Regions from separate parts of the Mus musculus genome. Here all the other regions are linked to region 1. The links are chromatin contacts, called in public promoter capture Hi-C maps. All regions are on one chromosome and are shown on one strand. The core of a region is the stretch at or near the end of the contact, and the rest is flanking DNA. Distances in the headings are between cores, read along the strand shown. Region 1 holds the start of Cers5 (ceramide synthase 5). Region 2 holds the start of Arf3 (ADP-ribosylation factor 3). Region 3 holds the start of Fkbp11 (FK506 binding protein 11).

The links. Promoter capture Hi-C pulls out the DNA fragments that hold promoters and counts their contacts.
Region 2: a contact with region 1 is called in a promoter capture Hi-C map of liver, with 4 times the contacts expected there. The contact joins the promoter of Arf3 here to the promoter of Cers5 in region 1. A contact is called at or near these places in 2 of 39 promoter capture datasets (both in liver) and 1 of 115 datasets of contacts at active chromatin or transcription factors (microglia).
Region 3: a contact with region 1 is called in a promoter capture Hi-C map of liver, with 2.5 times the contacts expected there. The contact joins the promoter of Fkbp11 here to the promoter of Cers5 in region 1. A contact is called at or near these places in 1 of 39 promoter capture datasets (liver) and 1 of 115 datasets of contacts at active chromatin or transcription factors (pancreatic cancer cells).

What each region holds. Positions count from the first base shown.
Region 1 is chr15:99,770,658-99,774,098 of GRCm38.p6, forward strand. Cers5 (ceramide synthase 5) reads right to left here and starts at 1,858. Exons shown (of 10, transcript NM_028015.2): 1 at 1,526-1,858. The coding sequence starts at 1,722.
Region 2 is chr15:98,761,259-98,765,214 of GRCm38.p6, forward strand. Arf3 (ADP-ribosylation factor 3) reads right to left here and starts at 1,860. Exons shown (of 5, transcript NM_007478.3): 1 at 1,722-1,860. It overlaps LOC115488470, which reads right to left and starts at 788. Exons shown (of 1, transcript XM_030248862.1): 1 at 1-788. The coding sequence starts at 654. The coding sequence ends at 190.
Region 3 is chr15:98,726,473-98,730,116 of GRCm38.p6, forward strand. Fkbp11 (FK506 binding protein 11) reads right to left here and starts at 1,726. Exons shown (of 6, transcript NM_024169.4): 1 at 1,485-1,726; 2 at 1,211-1,276; 3 at 739-826; 4 at 428-461; 5 at 12-82. The coding sequence starts at 1,613.

The DNA.
Region 1 (3,441 bases), core at 608-3,107:
CAGCCATCTGGGGGAACCCTTTAGAATTGGAATATATACTCTGTGTGTGTGTGTGTGTGTGTGTATGCCGATAGCAGAGGTAAGTCACAAAGCTTGTTATATATCTGTATGAGAAACAAAGACTATTCTTATGACAATGGAAAAGTGTATTGGATTGTCTCTTTTCTTGATAGTTCTTGCATTTCATTTTCAGCCCTCACTATGGAAGAGAATAGCAGGATCCAGTTTTCTCCTAAGCCTGCACCTCCACCTCCACCTCAGGGATACTTAAGATAATGATGGTTATCTTGAAAAACTGTAAATTCTTGGGGGCCCAGAAAAGACTTTGAGTTTCACTTAATCTATTTATTATATATTTACTTTTTGCATCTGAGTGTCTGGCATAGCACTTTTAGAAGAGATAAATAGTATTACTAAATACAGATTAGTGACTAGCTGGATATAAGAAAAAAAACCCTTGTAGACAAATCAAAGAAGTAATCCAAAACAGATACTTCTGAGTAATGGATTATTTTGTCTAACCACATCTCCACACTAGAAAAGGAATTCTGGCATCAGTGTCGTGTTTGTTCTAGATAAGGTTTTTACAGAAGGCGTCTCTGCCTACGAGGAAAGTACTTCCTTGGAGTTTGAGTAAGCTTTATCAAAAACACAGCTATGATTGATCCTCATTACAGATCGCATCAGATCCTTGAAGAACAGTGTCTTTTTGGCAGCAGATAAGACTAGCCCTTTGAAGAACGGGGTGGGGGTGGGGTGGGGGGGATCTTCTGCCCAGAGCATGTAGCTGGGCAAAGTATGTTGTGAATACTACCACCTTAGAAGCTGGTTCACAAAGCTGTTTCCAATAAAGTCTCAGGCTCCATCGCCTTCAAAATGACCACTTCTCCCATCTCAGGCTTCCAAGGCCCGTTCAGCAGTTCCTCTTGACACCTTCCCCAAATGTTGGAAGCCTCAGGCTTCACCACACCCTATCCTAGCCAGACGTCTGCTGTCATACTAACACGTTCACGCGCTAACAAATCAGGGCTTGGGGCCTAACTGATCCTGTTGTTTCAAACCCCAGAAGTAAAGTAACTTTAGCAAACATTACATCTCATGCATCCACCTACGTCGCTCGGAAGCTCTGGCGCTTGCACTGAACCCACAAGCTTCCAGGACCCCAGCTAATTCTGGTTCTCCCAGGCCCTTCCCGTTCCTCTCGCCGGGCACTGCGGGAGCACGACTCACTCTTGGGTTCCTGGAGATTGGGAGGCAGCCTTCGAGAGCTCCATGCGACTCTGTGATCTGCACTTCTGAGGCCCAGCACTCCCCTCGATTCTCTCTCACTCGCCCACACCCTAGACTCGCGCGGTCTGCGCGCACGCAGGCTCCAGGGGCGCGTCGCCGGGCTCCGAGCATCCCCGCCGCGGCCCGGGCTCCCCGGCTCCCCCGCCCCGCCGCCTCGGCTTCCGGCCCTCGGTCTCCGGCCCAGGCGTCCCGCCCCTACCCCCCGCCATCCCCGGCCCCGCGCAGCAACGCTCACCGCTCAAACAGCATCCTCACGGAGAAGATGCACACTGCCAGCGGGAACACCGACAGCACGTGCTGGGCGCGCGGGTAGCCGTAGCCGTCGCCCGGGCCCTCCAGGTCCGCCCAGCTCACGTTCTGAGGCAGCCAGAAGCTCTCGCTCCACAGCCAACCCCACAGGAGGCCCAGGGTTTCCGCTGCTGCAGTCGCCATCTTACGCGCGCCCGGCGGCCACTGCCGCCACAGCCTCGGAGGCAGTCAAGGCAAAAGGAACCCGCTGGGAGGCGGCCCCGAGGCGGGGCCCGGCCTACGGCCACCCTCTTCCGTCCCTGGGTCCTCCCAGCCGCCCAGCCCGCCTCTCCCGCAAGGATGGCCTCCTCCCCGCCCATCCCGCCTTCCCGCCCACTTCTCCGTCGCAGCAGCCCAGGCCCCTCATGTGGGTCCCGGCCTCGCCCCGCGTGCCCATTTCTTCTTGGCCACGCCCACCTGTCCTGGTCACGCCCCTCACCTGCAGCCCGAGCCACGCCCAGTTTCTTTCAGCAGGTTCGACATCACCATGGTCACACCCCTACCTCAGGCTAGTTTCTCCCTTTTGGAAACACTCTTCCTAGTCCAGCAGATTCAAGTTCTTTCTGGCTCCCGGCCCGGCTATACGTTCCTGATCATCACTTACAGTCCCGGTGTCCCAGCCAGCCGGCTGTGCTGTTCATCCTAGTTGATTCCTCCTCCTCCTCCTCCTCCCCCTCCTCCTCCTCCTCCTCCTCCTCCTCCTCCTCATACTCCTCCTCCTACTCCTCCTTCTCCTTTTTTGCACTTCCTTGATCTCCACCCCCCTCCTTGGCTTTAGGCCTTAAAAGTTACCTTCACTTTTTCTCAGAGAAAACACAAGGCTTTGAAATATCTTTACATTAAAAGCCTGTAATTCCAGCCTCCACTGTAATCCCACTTGGGGCTCAGGGTCGTTCTCTGCAAGTTCAGGGCCAAAATGAACTTCATGAGACCTCCCCATCCCACCCCCATTCCCTTTTGAGTGTCTGTGGGAGGTAGTGTTTCACAGCTGACGGCTCCGCACTTGGGTGACCAAAGGGAGAGAATTGTCCCTTCCTTTTAAGACCAGTTTGCATACAGTACAGGACAAAAGGTTCCTCCTCTCCCCTCTTGAGGCAGAAGGTAATGGGGGGAAAAAAAAGCAACAAGGCAAAAGGAAAATAAATGACCGCTAGTTTTAATGACATCTGTCATGTAGCAGTTTATGAAGGAATAAACTGAAGTCCAAAGAGGCAGAATAGTTTGCCCAAAGTCATATAGACCAACAGCTGTAATTAGAAAATAATTAGAGGGGCTGGTGAGATGTCTCAGTGGGTAAGAGCACCCGACTGCTCTTCCGAAGGTCTGGAGTTCAAATCCCAGCAACCACATGGTGGCTCACAACCATCTGTAATGAGATCTGACTCCCTCTTCTGTAGTGTCTGAAGATAGCTACAGTATACTTAGATATAATAAATAAATAAATCTTAAAAAAAAAAGAAAGAAAATACTTAGACTCCAGAACTCTCATTTCCTTATCTTACAAACCACCTCAACTTTATTTTTTTATTTATTTATTGTTTCCAGCCCGCTTGGGCCCAGATCGCTTTGGCCTATTTATTTATTATATGTAAGTACACTGTAGCTATCTTCAGACACCCCCAGAAGAGGGGATCAGATCTCATTACAGATAGTTGTGAGCCACCATGTGGTTGCTGGGATTTGAACTCATGACCTCTGGAAGAATAGTCAGGGCTCTTATCTGCTGAGCCATCTCTCCAGCCCCCCACCTCAACTTTAAATGGTCAGAGCAAACCTTGAACTCTTGTAAATCTACCTAAACAAGGAAACAAACCAGAGACCAGGCAGTTTTCAGAGGACTAAACTGTCCTTCAATTGCCAGAG
Region 2 (3,956 bases), core at 610-3,109, 1.0 Mb before region 1:
TTAAAGAAGTTTCTCCTTCTCATCAGTAGAGAACTCCTTCCCCTCGCTGCACTACCTCTTCCTTAAGCAGTAGCTAGAAACCTTGCGCAGTTCTATGCATTGCTATCCCGTGTTCTTACAAAAGCAAGATTCAAATCCAGCCTGTCTCAAAAAAGGAAGTAAGGGTCTGCCTCGGTTCCCAGGTCAACCTCAGCACTCCAGAGACAGCGGCAGGCAGCTGGTAGGTTGAGGCGAGCAAGGGCACTGCATCTCAAACAAACAAAGGAGTAAGGGAGGGGGAAAGGAAGGAGAGAAAGAAGGAAAACTGTGCAGGAGTGACTGTGTGACACCTGGGAGCCCTTTCCAGCTGCCTCCAAGGTCAGTGACTCCTTGTGTGAAAAGCTGAATGTAAGTGGATGGGCCTTTCTTAAAACGGCCTTTAACAATGTACTCAAGCGCAGGTCCAACATGCCAAAGGCCAACCCAATGGCCACTGCAGCACACAGTGGGGATACTATCCCCAAACAGGTCTAAGACAAAATGGCAGCAAAGACAGTTCCCTATCCCCCTGCCTGGGGTCACAGATGGAGGTATGCAGAGACTAGATTCTATCCTGTTGCAATGACTCAAGCAATCAGACTCCTGCAGCAGATCTCCTCCCAATAAAACTTTCATGCCATGGACCCAAGGGTGACCCAATGCAACAGTGGCAGAGACGGGTTTTACATTACCCGTCTCCCTAATGACCTCACTATTTTCTTCTTAGTCCTGACCACATACATAACCCTCCACTACATTCTTCCTGGCCCAGAGACCCTCTCCCCCCCCCCCAAAAAAAAAAACAAGTCTCTCCAAAGAGTTACGACTTAACTAAAGGACCCTGAGGTTTTAACAGGGAACTTCACCTCCCCACCTCCCCCTCCTTCCTTCAAAAAGGACTGGCATGCTAAGCAAAGGCTTCATTTTCTGTTCCGGGAATCCTGGTACTTCCTAGAGAAAGAAAGCGGATTGGAAGACACAAACTCAGGGCCAGTGACAAGCTGCTCCCTCCTTCGGTGACACCGCCCCCGCTCCGCCTGGGGGAGGAAGGCCCCACCTCTCTCCTCCGAGCTAGCTCAGGTCCCCCTCCCCCGTCTCCAGCCTCCTCTCCACCCTCTCCCCACCTGCTGCCCTCTTCCCAACACCCCAGAGCAGAGCGCCACCTCCGTGAGGACCGTGCGCAGCCAGCCGAGCCCCACCAGTAGGCCCTGATACTAAGCCCCGGCCCCCCACGCCTCGCGCTGGGTGAGGGAGGAGAATAACCACGGCACGGCACGGCTTTTCTTTGGTTCCCCCACAGCTCGGGCGGGGGAGGGAGAGAGAAAAGGCAGCGTTCCTCGCAGCCCTTTAAACCCAAGGAAAAGAGAGCCAAACAGCCACACCGCCCCCGCGTCCCCCTCCCACAGGTCAGCCTGCCTCCCCCTCGTCCCCAACCCTCCCAAGCTCACCTCTGCAGCCCAGGTCGCACCCTCGGGGGAGGCGGAGGACAAATCCGTGTGCGCCCCCCGCCCCCACCCCAGCTCGGCGTCCTTCGGCTGCGGGGACAGGAGTGGGGCTGGGGTCCCCAAGCTCAGCGAGGATCACCCCCCACACCAGCACCTCGCCCAGACGGTGCGAGCCGGACCGCGGCCGGGGGCCTCGGGCTCCCACCCGGACCCAGCCTCTTCCCTGCCCGGACCCGCCTTCCCTCCCCAGCTCCGAACCTGTTCCTGCTCCCTGCGCCGCGGCTGCCACCGCCGCCTCCGCCCCCGCAGGTTCCGCCCGGCTCTCCGGCCGCTGCCTCCCGCTCCGCAAGCCGACCCGACCGCGGTGAAGATGGTCCGCTGGCCCGCTCCCCGGCTCCCTCCTGCCCGCCCTCCACCTAGCACCGGAAGCCGCGACGGCGACAGGAGCTGTGCGGCGAACACCCACCCCCAGCCCGGGCTACTTCCCACCTCCACGATCGCGCGAGAAGTGCGCGGTAGCGAGCGGCAGTTCTCGCGAGACCCATCACCATGGCAGCGGCTGCAGCAAAAGCAGCCGGTGCTGAAGCTGAGCCTAGGCGGGGGCCTGTGTGGGGGCTGGAGGATCGGAAGGCACGGCGTGTAGAGGGGGCTGTGGGCACTGAGGTGAGGCTCCCGAGCAGAGCGAGCTCCGGGACCTTGCCACATCCTGGCTGCGCTGGCCACAGGGCTCGGACCAGGGAGTCTCCGGGGTTTCTTAAGCAGAGCCCATGTGGAGCATGGAGGATGAAAACGGTTGCTGTATCCTGCTCTAGTCCAGTCTTATTCCAAATAAACAGCGCATCACTCGCACCCCACCTGCTAATCCGCTCTGCTCCCTAGTTCCTAAGGATGCTTTCTCTGAGATCCTTTCCCATAAAGGAAGAGGAGAAAGAACGATGCATTCCAGATACTAGAGGAAACATCTGGATGGGGTCGTCTAGGAGGTTGAGGCTGAAAGGCAGAGGGCAGAAACTCAGAGGCGGCTCTCATGAAGTCTCTCTAGATGAGTCTGGATTTTAGTATCCCCAGGAAAGCGCACCCAGGACCCCGCCTTCCTTCCCTGACACTCATCTTTTGACATGATGGAGACACTGCCTGAGACTCTAGCCACAAGCTATGTTAGAATCTGAGCTAGAAGGGTCCTCGCCAGAAACGGGTGCTCTTACCCACTGAGCCATCTCACCAGCCCCCACTGCGTTCTTTAAATGCATCAAGTATAAGAGCTTGGTGCAGCGTTATAACTCTTCTCTCCCTCCAAAACATAGGCTGGGAACAGAATCTATCTCTTGTCACATCTGTCTCTGGTTTATACCTTTATACCAGTTTGTCTTCTCTTGTTTACCTCAAAAATTACAGGACTGGCTGGGGGCGGTGGTGGCACAAGCTTTTAATCCCAGCACTGGAGACTAGGGTGCAGAGGCAGGTGGATGTCTGTGAGTTAAAGGTCAGTCTGATTTACAGAGCAGGCTCCAGAACAGCCAGAGATGGTTAACGAAGAGATGGACAGCAAGGAACTTGCTTATAACGAAGAGAATTATATTTGTCCCCACTCAGGACTCAATGCTGTTGAGAGCCTTTGTTAAGCTCTGGTTTTTGCTCGTTTTTCCCTCCATTTATTAACTCTGTGTGTGTGTGCTTGTATGAGAGATTGCGGGTGCACTTGTGCTCTAGCAAGATGTGGAGGTTAGAGAGGACACCTTTTGGGAGTCGCTGTTCTTGACTTTTTTCCCTCGTTGGGCCAGGATCTCTGGTTTCTGCTGCTGCAGTGCACACTCTAGGCTAGCTCTGTGTGATTCTCCTGGCATCATCCCCCATCTTACTTTAGGAATGCTTTCATTACACCACAGGCATTCAGCTTTAAAATATATATATTTGTTATTGTTGTGTTTGAGACAGGGGCTCACTATGTAGCCCCACCTGGCCTGGAATTCACTTTATAGACCAAGTTGGCATTGAACTCAAATACGATCTGCCTGCCTCTGCCTCCTGAGTGCTTAGATTAAAGGTATTTGTCACACATCCAGCCAAATGGATTTATTTTTAACTGTACCTACGCACATACGTCTCTGTGTGTGAGTAGGTGCCTGTAAGTGTGGATATCTACTACAGGGAGAAAAAAATGTAACATTCTCTGGAGACAAAGTTACAAGCAGTTGTTCCACGTGGTGCTGGGAGCCAGGTCCTCTAGGCAAGAGAGGTCAGTAAGAGCCTGATCGCCCTCCACCTATTACAACAGGCTCTGGGGAACAAGCTCGGGCCAAGCTTGTCTTGCTAGTACTTTTAATGGCTGAACTATCTCCCTAGCCCATATCCTGGGTTCTTAAAGGCAAGAGACTCCCCAAAATATAGTTACTGTGCTAGGTAGTTTTATGTCAGCTGGACTCCGGTTACAGAGTCCTGCAGGAAGAGAGAACCTCAATTAAGAAAATGTCTTGCTCTATCAGCTCGGGCTGG
Region 3 (3,644 bases), core at 476-2,975, 1.0 Mb before region 1:
GGTTAGGTTACCTGGGATAGATGGCGGGTACCCTCGCTTTCCATAAGCCAGGTGAGAAGGAATGACTGCTCTTCGCTTCTCTCTGAGGGAAGGAACAGGGATTGCAGGCAGGAGGGGGGTGAGCTGGCAGCCTCAGCCCATCTGAAGTGCCTTACCCCCCTCCTCAGATAGCGACACCAAAATATGAAATTCTCCACCTGACAGGTGGATCAGCAAAGTCACCAATCTCCCCACAGCACTCAGCCTCCCCCAACAAAACTGACAGCTGGAGAGATGCCCTGGGGGGGGGGTTCCCATTAACCTGCACCTCTCCAGTATGAAGTCAGGGGCCCTTTACTCTACAACGTCCTGCCACTGGAGAAGGGATGACAGAGAAACCTTCTACCCGGAAAAAGGAGCAGTCAGGCCCCGGCCTTCAGATACTCACCCCACACACATGTCCAAAAGGCTCTGCTCCAGACCTTGAGGAAGAAGGCAAAACTGAACTAGAAGCTACATATCTTCCCCACAGTACCCAAGAGGAAAATCAAAGGCTCCCCGTCATCAAATGAGCTTAGCTCCACTTCTCAGACTCTCTGCCGCAGTGATGTGTGGGGCAAGAAGAGTGTTAGAAGTGGAGTCTGAGGTAGCGGGAGAGCCTTGGGATCCTTTTCATTCTAGCGGCTGTTCCAGAGCAATACAGCCGGCAAGCAAGCAAGGGCTTAGGCTAGGGAGAGGTCAGAGGCACGGGGCACATACCTGGAATCACCTGCTTTTGGCCGAGTTCTATGACCAGAGGATCTCTGGTCAGAGAAGTGTCAATAATGCGTCCATCTACCAAACTGCCCTGAAGACAAAAAAAAATGGTGGGTCTAAACCCACCATTCTTCCCACAATTTGGGACCACCCGGAAGGAAGCAACCCCTTTAACAAACTTGTGTCCTGTCCCCATCTCCTTCCACCCACCACCACCATGGGCAAGAAGGAACAGGAAGCCCCACGGGGCTGGCGCTTCTTGGAGCTCTCTCTATCCTTCTTTTCTCAGCGCTGGAGAGGAATCGGCAGAAAACAAGGAAGAAAGAGAAGCAGGCGAGAGGACGCCCCCACGTGCGGGCTGATCCTAGGACTCAAGTTCTCTAGGATAGCTTGCCACGTGTCCAAGCCAAAGCTGACGTGTTTCAGCCGGGCGCCGCCCCTCCCAGGCCACGCCCCGGACCCCCAAGCCCCTCACCGTGTAGTGTATGTGGAGCGTGTCTCCAATGGCAGCAGATTCCGTGCACGATTCAGGGGGCTGCACCTACGATCAGACTACAAGGGTCAAGGCTGCTCCTCCTAAGCTCCTCTGGAGACCCAGCACCTTTTCCCCCAACTCAGTTCCTTCGCTTCTTTCCTCTTCACTCTCACAGGACCATTTAGAGTCCCAGGCTTCCCCGCGATCCCTGGCCGTAAAGGGGAACGGCGGGACATGGGGTGGGGGGAGGGGAGTGGCACCACAGTCTCCTCACCAGGGTCTCCACTTGGAGGGTCCGGACAGGACTTTCGGTTTCTGGCCCAGCCTCAGCCCGGCACACCGCCCCACTGAACAGTAGCAGCAGTAACAGCTGGAGTGGTAGGAGCAAAGGGCTCAGGGTCATGATTGGACCGGGTCAGAGCACCAGGATACCAGGGCAGGCTGTTCGGGTGCACGCGACCAGGACGGGTTCCCTCACTCCAGGCCAGACTGGTATGGGCGGGTTTTCAAGGCGCTAGCTCCTCCTCCTCCTCCTCTTGCAGCCCTCCCTCCACTTTGTCCCCACCTCCTAGAGGGGAAGAGACTGCAGAATTCCCTAACCTGTGATGGAGGTCGCGGATGGTGACCCATCTAACAGTCTTTCTGACCCATGACGACGGCTGGATCATGTAATAGCACATATTTGCCATTACCAACTGTAAAGAGGGGCGTTCGTTTGTCTCTAACCTGCGAATGGCCAGGAAAGGGAGGCACACACTTGTCCCCATTTCATAGCTAGGGCACTTGCCCAAGGTTAACATGGCAACTGGTGACAGTACTCAAGCACAGGGCTAGCATTTGTGCTCTGCTCGGTCTTCTAAGATCTGTCCCTTTCCACTAAGCCCAGAGGCAGGTGTCCAAGTCGGCTGACCCTTCACACTCCTGTTCATTCTGCTCTCGGGTATGTCCAGAAAGAGCTGGCGGCTTCTCCAGCCTCCTGTCTTGGGAAGCATTACGGGGCATCTTCCTGTAAAAAGTGATCCATCACAGATCTTCTCCTACCAGCAATGGCGTTTCCTTCCTGTTTTCCACAAATCCTTTTCACAACAGCAGCACGGACACCAGTCTTGTGTTTATGCAAGGACTTCAGTTTTTAAAGGGGGCTCAAGTAATTTTAGGCAGCCTTACCAGTTTCGAATTTCATGGTCTGAACACTCACTGACAACCTAAGCTGTGGTACCCAGCTCCTGGTCACTCACTCAAAGGCTGTCTGGCATGGTGTCCTTCCATACCATATTTATTCTCAGGCTGTTTCTTGGTTCGTTGTCTTCTTTAGCATTGATACCGGTTGTAAACACAATTCCACCTGTGTGTCTGGCCAGCAGCTCAGACTACACACACACACACCCAACACACACTTCCTCTTATTTGGAAGAACCTGACCTCCCTGACCTGGCTGTCTTGGTGGTTCTCCTGTACCGACATTCTGAGATTTCTTCCATCTCTAATACCCAACCAGTTTCCTTTGGGATTTCCTCTTCCAGCCCCATTAGCGAGTGCCTCCATATATAATGCTATCATTCTAATTAAGCTCTCATGTTCTCTGGGGGTGGCTTTGTGGTATTGGGGATCCAGTCCAGGCAGGGCTCTGCTCATACCTGGCAAGCGCCTTAGTTAACACCCCTAACCCAGGAATTATTTTTTAAATGCTCATTGTCAGAGGCTGGATAGATGGCTCAGTGCTTAAGAGAGTTTGCTGCTCTTCCAAAGACCAATTCCCTGCACACACATCAGATGGCTCAAAAAGTCTGTAACTCTAGCTCCAAGGACTCCAATGCCCTCGTCTAGTGTCCATATACACAATAAAAATAAATCTTAAAAAAAAAAAAGCAAAACCCTGCCTTCCAGATGTTGTGGTACACACCTTTAATTCCAACACTCAGGGGGCAGAGGCAGACAAATTCCTGAGTTTCAGGCCATGTAGGACTACACAGTCAAACTCTCTTTAAAGAAGCAACAAAAACAAAACACTGGAACCTGAATTGGTACAGTGGGATAGGGTGGTGCACACCTTGAACCCCAGCATGGCTACATAAAACCCCCCTCAAATACTAACTGAAGCCACAGGCGGCAGGAATTCCTGGGGTTGGTAGCATGCTGTGTCTTGAGGATATGGGGTTTTATAGATGCACTTTAAACCCGTCAAATGTGTGCCTAACTTCTGTGCATGTGGCTAGGGAGGTAGCTCAGTGAGAGAATGCTTGTTTTGTTTTGGTTGGTTGGTTTTGTCTTTTCCACACTAGGTTTCTTTGTGTAAACCTGGCTGGCTTGGACCTTGCTCTATAGACCAGGCTGTCCTGGAACGCAGAGATTTGTCTGCCTCTGCTTCCTGAGTGCTGGGATTAAAGATGTGTGCCACTTTCTACCAGGCGCTTTATTCCTAGAGTATAATTCC